Regions from separate parts of the Danio rerio genome. Here region 2 is linked to region 1. Evidence: chromatin contacts called from public HiCAR-type data. All regions are on one chromosome and are shown on one strand. The core of a region is the stretch at or near the end of the contact, and the rest is flanking DNA. Distances in the headings are between cores, read along the strand shown.

Region 1 (5,644 bases), core at 463-2,962:
TTAAATGTCATTACTTTATAAAAGTCTTCCATGCACTTACAGAACTGCAAAACAAAACAAAAGGGAAACCAAAAATAAATATTGAACTTTAACATTATCAAAATGTTCTTTTATATATATATAATGTGCAATACATACAGTGCTTAGTGTTAATGAGCACACCCCATTTTGAAAATGAATATTTTGATCTATTTCTCAGTGAACATGGGTTATAAATATTAGTGCATTTGAACAAAACAGATTTATTATATTTATTGAAATACTATTTTAGTCACAGGACATCTTTAGAAATGGAAAGATAATACATTTAAATTCATGCAAATAAAATTACAAACTAGAAAAATTTCAACGAAATTGTTTATATTTATTTTTTGTTTCTCATGATTTGCTATTTTCGAAAATGTTATTTAGTATTTTTTTATGGTGTTAGTCTAGGGCCACATATACTTGCAAAATAAAAGAAAGTTTTGCAAACAAAAAATAAAGTATTGAGCAAAAAAATAAATAAATGCAAATCTTCAAAAATCGCAAAGCGAAATTTAATTTTTGAGAAATAAAAATGAAATTTGCAAAAAAACAACAACAGTAAAACTGCAGTGCAAAAAAAAAAAAACTAAAATATTTACTATAAAAAACTGTAAATATTTGCAAAACATTTTTATTGCATCGCCTTTACAAAACCCGTTCAGTCAATTGCAATGCTCATTTTGATTTGTTTTTTAGTCAACCGTGAGTTTGCAATGTTGTTTTCACTTTGTACTGTACATTTCTGCATGATTCGCTTTGCGGCCCTGGTTTGACAAGGGGGCTATCATCTATCAGTTAGATATACCTGAACTTCTCTCCTGTGCCTCTGCTCTGCTTGAGCTTCTTCTTTCAAAGTTTTATGACGGTTGGCAAGCAAATGATGCAAAGCTTAAATGGAGGCAGGTACCGGTCTGCCGTAAACGCCCAAGTTCCTTTGATTCCGCCCCCTTGTCAAATTAGGGCTACAAAGTGAAAAGAGCAGAAATGTGTAGTGCAAAGTGAAAACAGTATCGCTCACGGTTGACTAAAAAGCAAATGAGCATTGCAATTGTGTAAATAAAGGTCATGCTATAAAATATGCTTTGCAAAAAGATCTATATTTGTATATTTTTAATTGCAAATATTTTATTTTTTTTATTTTTTGCAATGCTTGATTTTTTTTCAGTTTATCTAGATTATTTTATTTCTCAAAACTAAAATTTCCCTTTGCAGTTCTTTATTTTTGTTAGCAAAATGTATTTCTCAATTTTTTTTGAGATTTGCATTTAATTATTTTTTGCTCAATACTTTATTTTTTGTTTGCAAATATCTTTTTATTTTATTTTGCAAGTATATGTGGCCCTAATTTGACTCCATATTTTCCCTAACACATAAATTTGGCTTACTAATTTTTGAACCATTATTGTAAGTTATTTTGTTAGATTAGCTCCAGATTTGGCTTCAATACTGACCAAACTAATGTATATGCACAGATATAACACCATAAAGCAGAACAATATTGATTTAAATGAGAGATTTGTGAGGGGTGTACTCAAATATGTGAGCACTGTACTTCATAACTCCGTTACCCCCGCACAGAAGTCTCCAGGGGGCGAGCACTTTTCCCCTGCACCGCCGTGTCTCCTCCCACCTCATCAATATTCATGAGCAAAGTTGCCTGCGTGCCGTTACGCTGTGACGACATGGAAGAACTGCGGGTCCCGATTGCTGCAGCCGCTTGTCATTGTGACGAAGATTGGCACTAAGGTAAGCTGTCACTCAAAATCTTCTTTTCCGACTCCCTATCAATCAGGCGATCTGGGCCGCGCGCTAAAAATGCACTCGGCGCATAAGATCGAGCTTCCGTGGGAGGCGCGCGGTCTGGAGGCTTTTGGGCTCAAATCTGATGTTTGGACGGCGGTTTCGGGGGAAATTTTCTGGCTCGACGTACACACACAGTCAAGGCCCAGCTCTTTTTTTAATGATCTTTTGTAGAAGTGCGAATGGCGGCGGCTCTAGTGGGGAGGGATAGCCCGATGTCCCTTAGATTGATTGATAGGCGATTATGGGCAGCCTTTTATTATATTTAAAGAGACAGACGCGATATTTGAAGACGTTATAAGTCGGAAAAAACTCTTGAAGGCTGAGTTTTAGTTTTTTTTCGTCATGACGCATAATTGTAACCGTTTACTAATTGCGTCAGAGGTTTTCGCGGGCGTTCGGCTCTTCGAATGAAAACACTGACTATGGATATGAACATGTAGCGATTGTTGAGCGGACAAACATGGCGCCTACAGTAATAGAGAGAATGAGATACAGTCATCTGGAGCTGCTGGAGAAATAGACATGACGAAGATGTGACGAGAAATTGAGATGATTAATGAGTGAACGCTTCTGTTTTTAAATGGAGAGCCTTTTTAGGTGTTCGAAGACATAATCACTCGCTTGCTGAAGGCGCGTTGCAGTGCAGATCCCTCACGGCTATATTTAATGATGCTGCTATTTATATCGCCGGTTCGTATTCATCTGAAAGCACTGCAGATGTTGCTGTGGTTATGGATGTAAAACATTGTTTTGTTTTGGTATGTCGAAGAAAGCTAATGGAAGGCAACGTTATCTGTACACATCACTTCAGTAAAGCACAAAGTTTTGATTGACAGCACATGTAGTTGTGTACAATTGAGCTAATAAAGTGCACAAGTTGCTAGAATTCATGTAATTTTGATTTCTCTACTATCAGTTTTAATAATACCATATGAAATGTGCCAAAACGCTGAAATGTATGTAATTTTGCTCTTTTTCAGTTGTAATAATACAATATGAAATCAGCGTAAATGTTGTTATGAACTGTTTACCATCATATAAAGTGAGAAACATTTGCTGAAATGTATTTTTTACAACTACTATTTCTATTTATATGTATATTTAATAGGAGTGTGTAAAAAAAGTTCAAAGTTCATTTTCAAACGTTGCAATTATATTAAATAGTAAAATATCAAAAATGGTATTTATGTTGTTAACTGCACTATTTGCTGTCAAATGTAATCATTATGTTTAAGCAAATGATTTGTTTACTATAATAGTTTGGTGCTGAAATTTAGTTTGTTTTTACACTCTATTCGCAATAGAAAGTAAAAATGAGCCGACAAATATTGAAATTAAAGTTACTTTGCACACTATCTACTGTCAAGTATATTCGTTGAATTTAAAATTTAATGGCAAACTAAGTGTGCAACAGTTGATAAAATCAGTTATTTTGAGTCCTGTTTACTACCAAATTCAGTAAATGAATTGTGCAAAAATGCTGAAATTAAAATGATTTTGTGCACTATTTGCTATCGTTTTTAGTAATAGTAAATTGAATCTGCAGAAAATTTTGTTTTTTTTGCGCGATGCTTACTTTCAAATAAGCAAAGTTGTGTGTACAATAGCATGGCAATAGCAAATTAAGTGTCCAAAAATGGCTCAAACTACGGTATTTTTAAGTTGTTGTCAATTGTAATATTTATATGTAAATACATATTATAACATATAATATTTATATTTTTTAATGGCATTCTAAATTATATTTTAATTTGCGATCATATGTAACAATAGCAAATCAACTGTGCAAAAATAAGAGACTGACATTTGAGCTGTTTCGTGTGTTCTTTGTTTAATAATTATATTTAAAAACAGCAAATGGATTGTGCAGTAAAATAAATTTATTTTACACACTTTAACTATAATATTTTATTATGTCAATTGAAATGTGCAGAAATGTAATGAAATGAAAGTTACTTTGCACACAGTTTTGTCAAATAAAATAGCTACATGTAAAATATAATGATTATAATAAAGTGAAGTGCTTCACAATTAATAATCAAAGTTATTTTAAGTCCTATTTGCTGGCATCTAGCTCTTTGCAACTCACATGATTAGTAGTGACGCCAACAGGGGGCACCCAACCTATGGTCTGTGGGGGTGCTAACGCCCCGGTATAGTAAAGGTGACTCTATACTGTTCAGTGAGCACCGTCTTTCGGATGAGACATTAAACCGAGGTCCTGACTCTCTGTGATCATTAAAAATCCCAGGATGTCCTTCGAAAAAGAGTAGAGGTTTAACCCCGGCATCCTGGCCAAATTTGCCCACTGGCTTCTGTCTATCGTGGCCTCCTAACCATTCCCATATCATAATTGGCTTCATCACTCTGCCTCCTCCACCAATCAGCTGGTGTGCGGTCTGGCGCAATATGGCTGTCGTTGTGTCATACAGGTGGATGCTGCACATTGCTGGTGGATGAGGAGATTCCCCCAATGTGTAAAGCGCTTTGCTGTATAAATGTAAGGAGTAATTATTACTGTCATTTTAATAATAGCTAGCTAATTAATTGTGCAGAAATGCTAAAATTAATATAATTATCTTTTTAAAATCTCTGTTTGCTATCAGTATAATAGCAAATAGTAGTTATGCACTTTAAAATCTAATTAGCATGCATGTATTTGCATATGATATGTGAATAAAATATTACATGTATAGAATGTAAAGCACAGTTTTATTTGTGTAATTATATATTGTTGATATTGCATTTTAAAGCAGCATATTATGTTTTACAGTTCGTCGACATCAGAGTTTCTATTGTTGTATCAGTTATAGCGGTGCTGAAGATCAGCTTTATAGAATGCCCCAGCGTTGTCCACGGCAACAGTAACTATGATGACATCCCCATCGGTGTCCATGGAGGATTACCAAGAGGCTGAACAGGTTTGTGTTGCCAGATAATTCAGCCTGGTTTTTGTTTGGTGTGAGTGCGCCGTATCCGTGCATTGCAATAAAAACCATTAACGGTTTTGTAAACGTAGCAATCTAACATCTGACACTGTGATTGATGTCTTGTGAATTCTGGGAAGTCTGACCTCTGCGGCATCGGATGGAGCGATAGCGAGACTCGAGACTAACCCGAGATTTTCCAGCAGTCGTGAAATATTTTTATCATTTCCCCCCTTTTCAATCAACACTATTGTTGCTCTCCATCACATGCACTCAATCATGTGGGCCTGTCCAACTATAAAGGACAAACTGTACGAATGAGAGGAGAAACCAGCAGAACTGTGGGTAATGGGCCTTGTTCATAGACTCTGATAAGGACAGACCCACAGTTTGCAAATTCTCTTATTTCCAGTTAAGTTTGTCATATTTTCATTTTGAAACTATTTTATTTTCATATACAGAAGTATATTTTGTGTTAGGCTACTTGTAATGTAGTAAAAAAGAGAGTAAATCAGTAGTCAGGGTTTTCTCCCTTTTTAACATAAATGATGCTTTTGTCTACCATTAACTGTCATTGAGATAAAGCAAAACATTAACCAGGCATGTGAGTGAGGAATGATTGTAGTCTGTATTAGTAGTATAAATTAATTATTTCACTTTAAAGGCAATGAAAAGAGACATTTACCATACAATGAAAAAATGCTGAGAAAAATTCTTGTTTTAGAAGAAAATTTCAGATTTCAGGCACTTAGAGGTTTTAGCCTTTGAACTCTTCATATATGTGTATATATGTACATATACACTACAGGTCAAAAGTTTGGTGTCGGTGAGATTTTTAAATGTTTTAAAATAAGCTTCTCCTGCTCACCAAATCTGCATTTATTTAA
Region 2 (6,125 bases), core at 1,787-4,286, 110 kb before region 1:
GCTGCTTTAGAACTTTAAATGTTCAAAAACCCTAACAGTATTATATGTCTTAACAATAAAACTATAATTAAAAAAGAAAAGAAAAACATACTCAGACAAGAATCAAACCCGGGTCGGCGGTGTTGTAATCTAACGTACTAACCACTGGACCACAACAGTTGCATATAAATAACTGACTCATCTGAGTTATATCATCAGGAACCTGTAGGCTGGTTATATATAAAAAGAGCAGAGCTGCGGTAAAATAATGAATAAGAAGACTGTAGTCAAGTAAGTAAAAAAATTAATTTAAAAAGTGTGACTGCTGAGAGCAACAGATTCTGGAGCTATGGACACCGGCCCTCGCGGCCAAAAAACGGACCGGCCCACCGGGAATTCTCCCGGTCCTCCAGATTAGCCAATCCGGGCCTGGTTGTCGTGCACGCATTTCAAAATAAAAGTCAAAATAAGTAAAAAATTCAACTTCTGTTGTTTTTTTTAACCACTGAAAATGTTCCAGTTGAGAAACACTAACATAAACCATACCTAGATTAAATTCGTCAATAAGCACGACTGAACAAAGGCCAGACTGCTCAGCATCCAATGGGAGAATCCCTGAGGAGAAATGCAAAATGTTTATTTGATTATGCACACCTAAAGCAGACTCTAGTAAAACACATAGTCCAAAGAAGTTCTTACCCACAACCTCATCGTCTGGTTGGAAAAACATCACTTTGGGTCCCACTGAAAAAAAGATGTGCATCCCATCAGATTCATCAGGCAGGTTTATTTGATTACTGTCCGGAAGTAAAATGTACAAGAAGTCACACCTTGAAGAACAACCCCAGCGATCTCCCTTCCAACTGGAACATGCTCCTTCTCAAGCTTGAGGTCTTCATACATCTAACAAACACAATAGAATAGATGTTAATATGATCAAAACAAATCTTTATAATATCCAACGGTTAAAACATGTTGAAGCTTGTAACACATCATTTGCTTCATTGCTGTTTTGGTTAATTACATTATTATTCATTATCTTTTTGTAAAGATAAAGTGTTTGTGTGTGTGTGTGTTTGTGTGTGTGTGTGTGTGTGTGTGTGTGTGTGTGTGTGTGTGTGTGTGTGTGTGTTTTGTGTGTATGTGTGTGTGTGTGTGTGTGTGTGTGTGTGTGTGTGTGTGTGTGTGTGTGTGCATGTTTTTGTGACAATCAGGAAACAAATGTGTGTAAAATGACATGACATGATGAGACAAAGATATTACAAGGAGATGGTAATTTATGAAAACATGAGTTTAAGCATTAAGTAAAACTGCACACACTTTGTTTTTGTGAACTGTGGGGACATTCCATTGATTTCCATTGTTTTAATAATATACAAGTTGTATTTTATATTGCCCTAACCTAGGGTGCCCAAACTTGGTCCAGGAGGGCCGGTGTCCTGCATATTTCAGTTCCAACCCCAATTAAACACACCTGAACACTCCAATCAAGCTGTTTAGGTACACTAGAAAGTTCCAGTCAGGTGTGTTGCAGGGAGCCACTCCAGGACCGAGTTTGGACACCCCTGCCCTAACCCAACCCAAGGGGTAAGGTTAGGTTTGGGCAAAAGTAAATACAATTTGCATCATACATGTATAAAAACCAATGGAATGTCCCCACAATTCAGAAAAACAAAGATGTGTGTGTGTATGTGTGCATACCTTAAAATCAACTGGACTTAGTGCACAGCTCTTTACTTGAACTTTGACCTGATGGTTGCCAATGTTAGTGGGTAAACTCTGTCAGAAAAAAACAGAAAGGGCATCAAACGATTAGACTGATTGTACATGATGAAGAAAGTATATTAAATACAAGCAAATATTTTTTAAATAACTTTTGCTAAAATAAATAAACTAGCAAAATAATGTTCCGTCATCATTTCACATAACAGATTTGACAAGAATGGCTGAGTTTTGAGGTAATTAAACTATTGTTACTCTAAATGGCTATTCAGAATCAGAAGATCATAATCAGATAAGAATCAATCAGATTAGCTGGGGACTTTAGAAAATAAAAGTAAATAATATAATAATAGAAGCTTTCAAATAAATTAAACAGAATACAGGCATGCATGGGGAGCAGAGAGAGGGGAAGGATCGGCATAGCACCGCGAGGCGGGAATCGAACTCAGGTCGCCGTGCTAACCACTACACCACTGGCGCCAACTTTATTTATATTTTTATAATGTATATTTTAGGGTGAAGCAGTGGCGCAGTAGGTAGTGCTGTTGCCTCACTGCAAGAAGGTCGCTGGTTCGATCCTCGGCTCAGTTGGCGTTTCTGTGTGGAGTTTGCATGTTCTCCTTGCGTTCGCGTGGGTTTCCTCCGAGTGCTCCGGTTTCCCCCACAGTCCAAAGACATGCGGTACAGGTTAATTGGGTAGACTAAATTGTCCGTAGTGTATGAGTGTGCGTGAATGAGTGTTTGTGGATGTTTCCCAGAGATGGGTTGCGGCTGGAAGGGCATCCGCTGCTTAAAAACGTGCTGGATAAATTGGCGGTTCATTCTGCTGTGGCGACCCCAGAATAATAAAGGGACTAAGCCGACAAGAAAATGAATGAATGAATAATGTATATTTTTTCTCTTTGACCCATACACAGATTTTAAAAATGACATAAAAATAAATCCAACAGATACTGTGAAAGCTCTCACCGTCTCCTGTAAGACAAACTTGACATCTTCTTGGTCTCCTGGTTTGCAGTAAAGTCCCTTCATGGCAATTCTAGCTGTATTTAAATCGACTAATGCCCACTTAACAGGTAATACAAGTAATAGCAACAACCTGAATTCCGTAATACTTTATATTGAAATAATACTTGAATGTCATTTAATGCATGCTTTAAATCTTTTCTGCTAACTCAAAAACTCAAGGTCCAAATCAACCGGAATACGTCATCCTTGTAAAGCATCTAAGCTATTGTTTTCCCTTCTATAACTGGCGTGTCTCTGTTAAAAACGCCAAGATCGGTGATAAAATATCTGCATCTGTTATGATGTATGATATATATTTGCCTGTAGCTGACTGACTGCGGTAGTGTTTTGTTCATTTCCTGCACGTGACTCGAAATGAGTGACGTAGGGTGAGTCGAAATGGAAACGGGTAGAGAGGACAACGACAAACGCCGCGATGTGTGGGAGATTATGTTAGATAACCGCTTGGATATTCATCCATTCATTATTTGGCTTAGTCCCTTTATTAATCTGTTGTCGCGACAGCGGAATGAACCGCCAACCTATCCAGCATATGTTTTATGCAGCAAGAAAATCACTGAGAAACACTTGGATATTTCCACCAAATAATGTCAAGTCAATAAACCCTAATAACATATCAATAAATTGCGACGTTTCATACGTGACACTTAATAAAAAAATGACAATGACGTCATGGGAAATTCACAAGGCACAATATTAACGTTTTTTTTTTAAATATGTAAATATAAATTATTTATTTTAAAATAATTAACACGCACACCTGGGGGAAACATTTGTAATAATTATTTTTGTAGTATAATTTCTATGCAAGAAAAAAAAATTCACAGAATAACTTATGTAATAATCATTTATTATTTTATCTTAGGCTTAGCTAGTCCCTTATTAATCAGGGGTCGCCATAGCGGAATGAACCGCCAGCTATTCTGGCATATGAATTTTATGCAGCAGATGCCCTTCTAGCCGCAACCCATTACTGGGATTAGTTGGTGGTTCATTCTGCTGTGGCGACCTCTGAATAATAAAGGAACTAAGCCAAAAAGAAAATTAATGAATTATAGGACTTTGTGACCTGGACGCCCTTCAAAATTGTTTTACAATTTACACATTAGATTGTTGAAATTAATAAAAAAAAACTTAACATCATTAGAAATTTAGAAGCTCCAGTAATTTTAATATTCCTGTGTTTTGCTTTTACTTCAGTTTTTAAATAAATGACAAATTAAAATAAAATAAAACTTAAATCTTGATGTAAGCCATTTTATCTTATAGTGAACCTGATTTTTTCTTACTTTAGAAAATCATCTGGAAATTTACTGAGGCCTTTAGTGGGCCCCAAACACAAAAGAAGATATTCTGAAGAAAGCTGGAAACTGGTAACCGTTGACTTCCATAGTACTTGTTTGTTTTTTTATACTATGGAACTCAATGGTTACCGAATTTCAGCATTCTTCAAAATATCTTGTTTTAAGTTCAGCAAAAAATAAAATAAAATAATAATAATAAAATAAATAAAAAGGGTTTAGAACCAAGTGAAGGCAAGAAAATAATGAGTAAATGTTTATTTTTGGCCAAACTATCCCTTTAAGATTCTACTGTATGCAGTAAACAGAAGCGCTATCGGGTTATTATGCATTTTGACAACCTTTCTAAGGATATCTTTTAAATTTGTTTTTGTTCTTTTTTTTCTCTTTTTGTTTATTGCTAATGCCACATTTATTTATTTATTTATTTATCTTGTTTTCACGTTTTAGGTATTATTATTTTTGTATTAATTACATTTTTATTAATTATTATTATTATCTTGTAAAAGATATAAAAGTGCTATTATTTGCATTATTTTTTATTAATTATTATATTTTTATGAATTATTATTATTATTTTCTTGTAAGAGATATATAAGTGCTATGGGTTAATTTGGGCCGCAGAGCGCCCTCTATGTGCAGTAAACAGGCAGACTCGGACGCCCCAATGACGTCCGCACGTTTCATTTTCCCCCTTTTACTTCACTACTAGCGAAGCTGCACAGAGGAAACGAGGAGCCACACAAGCAGCAGCCAAATAACGCCTGGAATTTACCTCGAGCGTCAAAAAAGGACAGAAGAGCCTCCGCCTGTCACCTCATGCCCCTTTAGTTGATTCCCTCGCAGAGTGCTGGAGTCATAATGGAAACTGAATGATGAGGTAAGAAGACTGTTTTTGAGCTCAGGCCGATTGTCCTTTTTATGACAGTGACTGCGGGAGGAGGAGGAGGAGGAATCTGTAGGATTTCAGGGCGCGCTTCGTCTCCATACACTAGCATATGCTCTGCAACGGTCACTCCAACGGTCATTTCCATTCAGAAACCGCATCAATAAGTACAATAGTCATTTATTCATAAAAACAGGCCTCTGTAAGCTCCCCTTCTCCACGCCGAGATTGCAGCTAACGTTAAACCTCTGCTCTGATTTACTGGTTTAGTTAGCAGTCTTGCTAACGGCTGCTGGTATGTTTTTATCAGTGACAGCAGCTCAAAAACTGCACCTCTGTGGTAAAACACATGGATATAGTGGATTATTAGGACCTCGAGAGGGCTGAGGACATGTGTGTTACATGTAGGATGTAGAAAGAGTGAGTTTGGTCAGTGAAGACCACCAGCTCATCTTCTCACATGGCTGCAGGTCTCATCTGTAGCACTTGCATATGGAGATGCTCAAGTGTGCATGATGATGACGACTCCATCTTTTCTCCAGTGCACATGTGTGTTTGTGTGTATGCATACTAGCCAGGAGAAACATGGGTTATTATCCTGTGATTATGTCTGGTGATTAAGGCTCAGATCCTGTAGTGCAGTCTGGCAGTGGATTTGGGTGCTTTGTCTTTAAGCCACAGTCCTGTATAGTATGTAAACACTGTCAGATTGGAGGGTGGTTTACGAGATCTTATGAGCTGTGCAGCTGGAGACTTTCCCTCAGGTCAGGCTGGTCTTAAACCTGTTCAGCTCCTGGTTTATACACGCGTTCCTTGATCACAGGACTTAAGCGGTAGACTTGAAATGTGACCTCACAAACTGATCTAAGGTTAGATTTTTGGTTGCTAGGATGTACCCGGGTATTCAAATATGACAGGCCCAAGTGCTGTAGAAGTGCAACCAACGTTGATCAAAATTTTAAGCACTATTGAAGAATGTTTTGTGTTTGTAATTGTGTTTAAAGTTTTTATAATATTCAAATGTAAATCTAACATTGTTAATATTAAAATGAAATATGTCTAAACATTACCCAGACTGTCATAGTCACTCTAATGTAAATGAGAAAGCATATCTGCATATTATTATCAGGCTTTTATTGAGGCATGCCAATTTATATTTGTAGATGTATGAATTCATTTACAAATATCAATTGACAGGCCTCCAAAAA

The links. HiCAR-type assays count read pairs that join an accessible place to other places.
Region 2: a contact with region 1 is called in a HiCAR-type map of caudal fin, with 4 times the contacts expected there. The contact joins the promoter of cryzl1 here to the promoter of pknox1.2 in region 1. A contact is called at or near these places in 1 of 18 Hi-C or Micro-C datasets (embryo) and 2 of 4 datasets of contacts at active chromatin or transcription factors (caudal fin and embryo).

What each region holds. Positions count from the first base shown.
Region 1 is chr1:50,287,401-50,293,044 of GRCz12tu, reverse strand. pknox1.2 (pbx/knotted 1 homeobox 1.2) reads left to right here and starts at 1,712. Exons shown (of 11, transcript XM_702776.8): 1 at 1,712-1,773; 2 at 4,604-4,751. The coding sequence starts at 4,701. It overlaps si:dkey-22n8.3, which reads left to right. Exons shown (of 6, transcript XR_012408083.1): 5 at 1-6; 6 at 1,606-1,690. It overlaps LOC141386345 (a long non-coding RNA gene), which reads right to left and starts at 2,248. Exons shown (of 3, transcript XR_012408173.1): 1 at 1,596-2,248; 2 at 1-44.
Region 2 is chr1:50,395,634-50,401,758 of GRCz12tu, reverse strand. It overlaps cryzl1 (crystallin, zeta (quinone reductase)-like 1), which reads right to left and starts at 3,036. Exons shown (of 12, transcript NM_001002633.1): 1 at 2,671-3,036; 2 at 1,681-1,758; 3 at 810-882; 4 at 679-723; 5 at 526-594. The coding sequence starts at 2,733. It also overlaps a transcript of itsn1 not described here.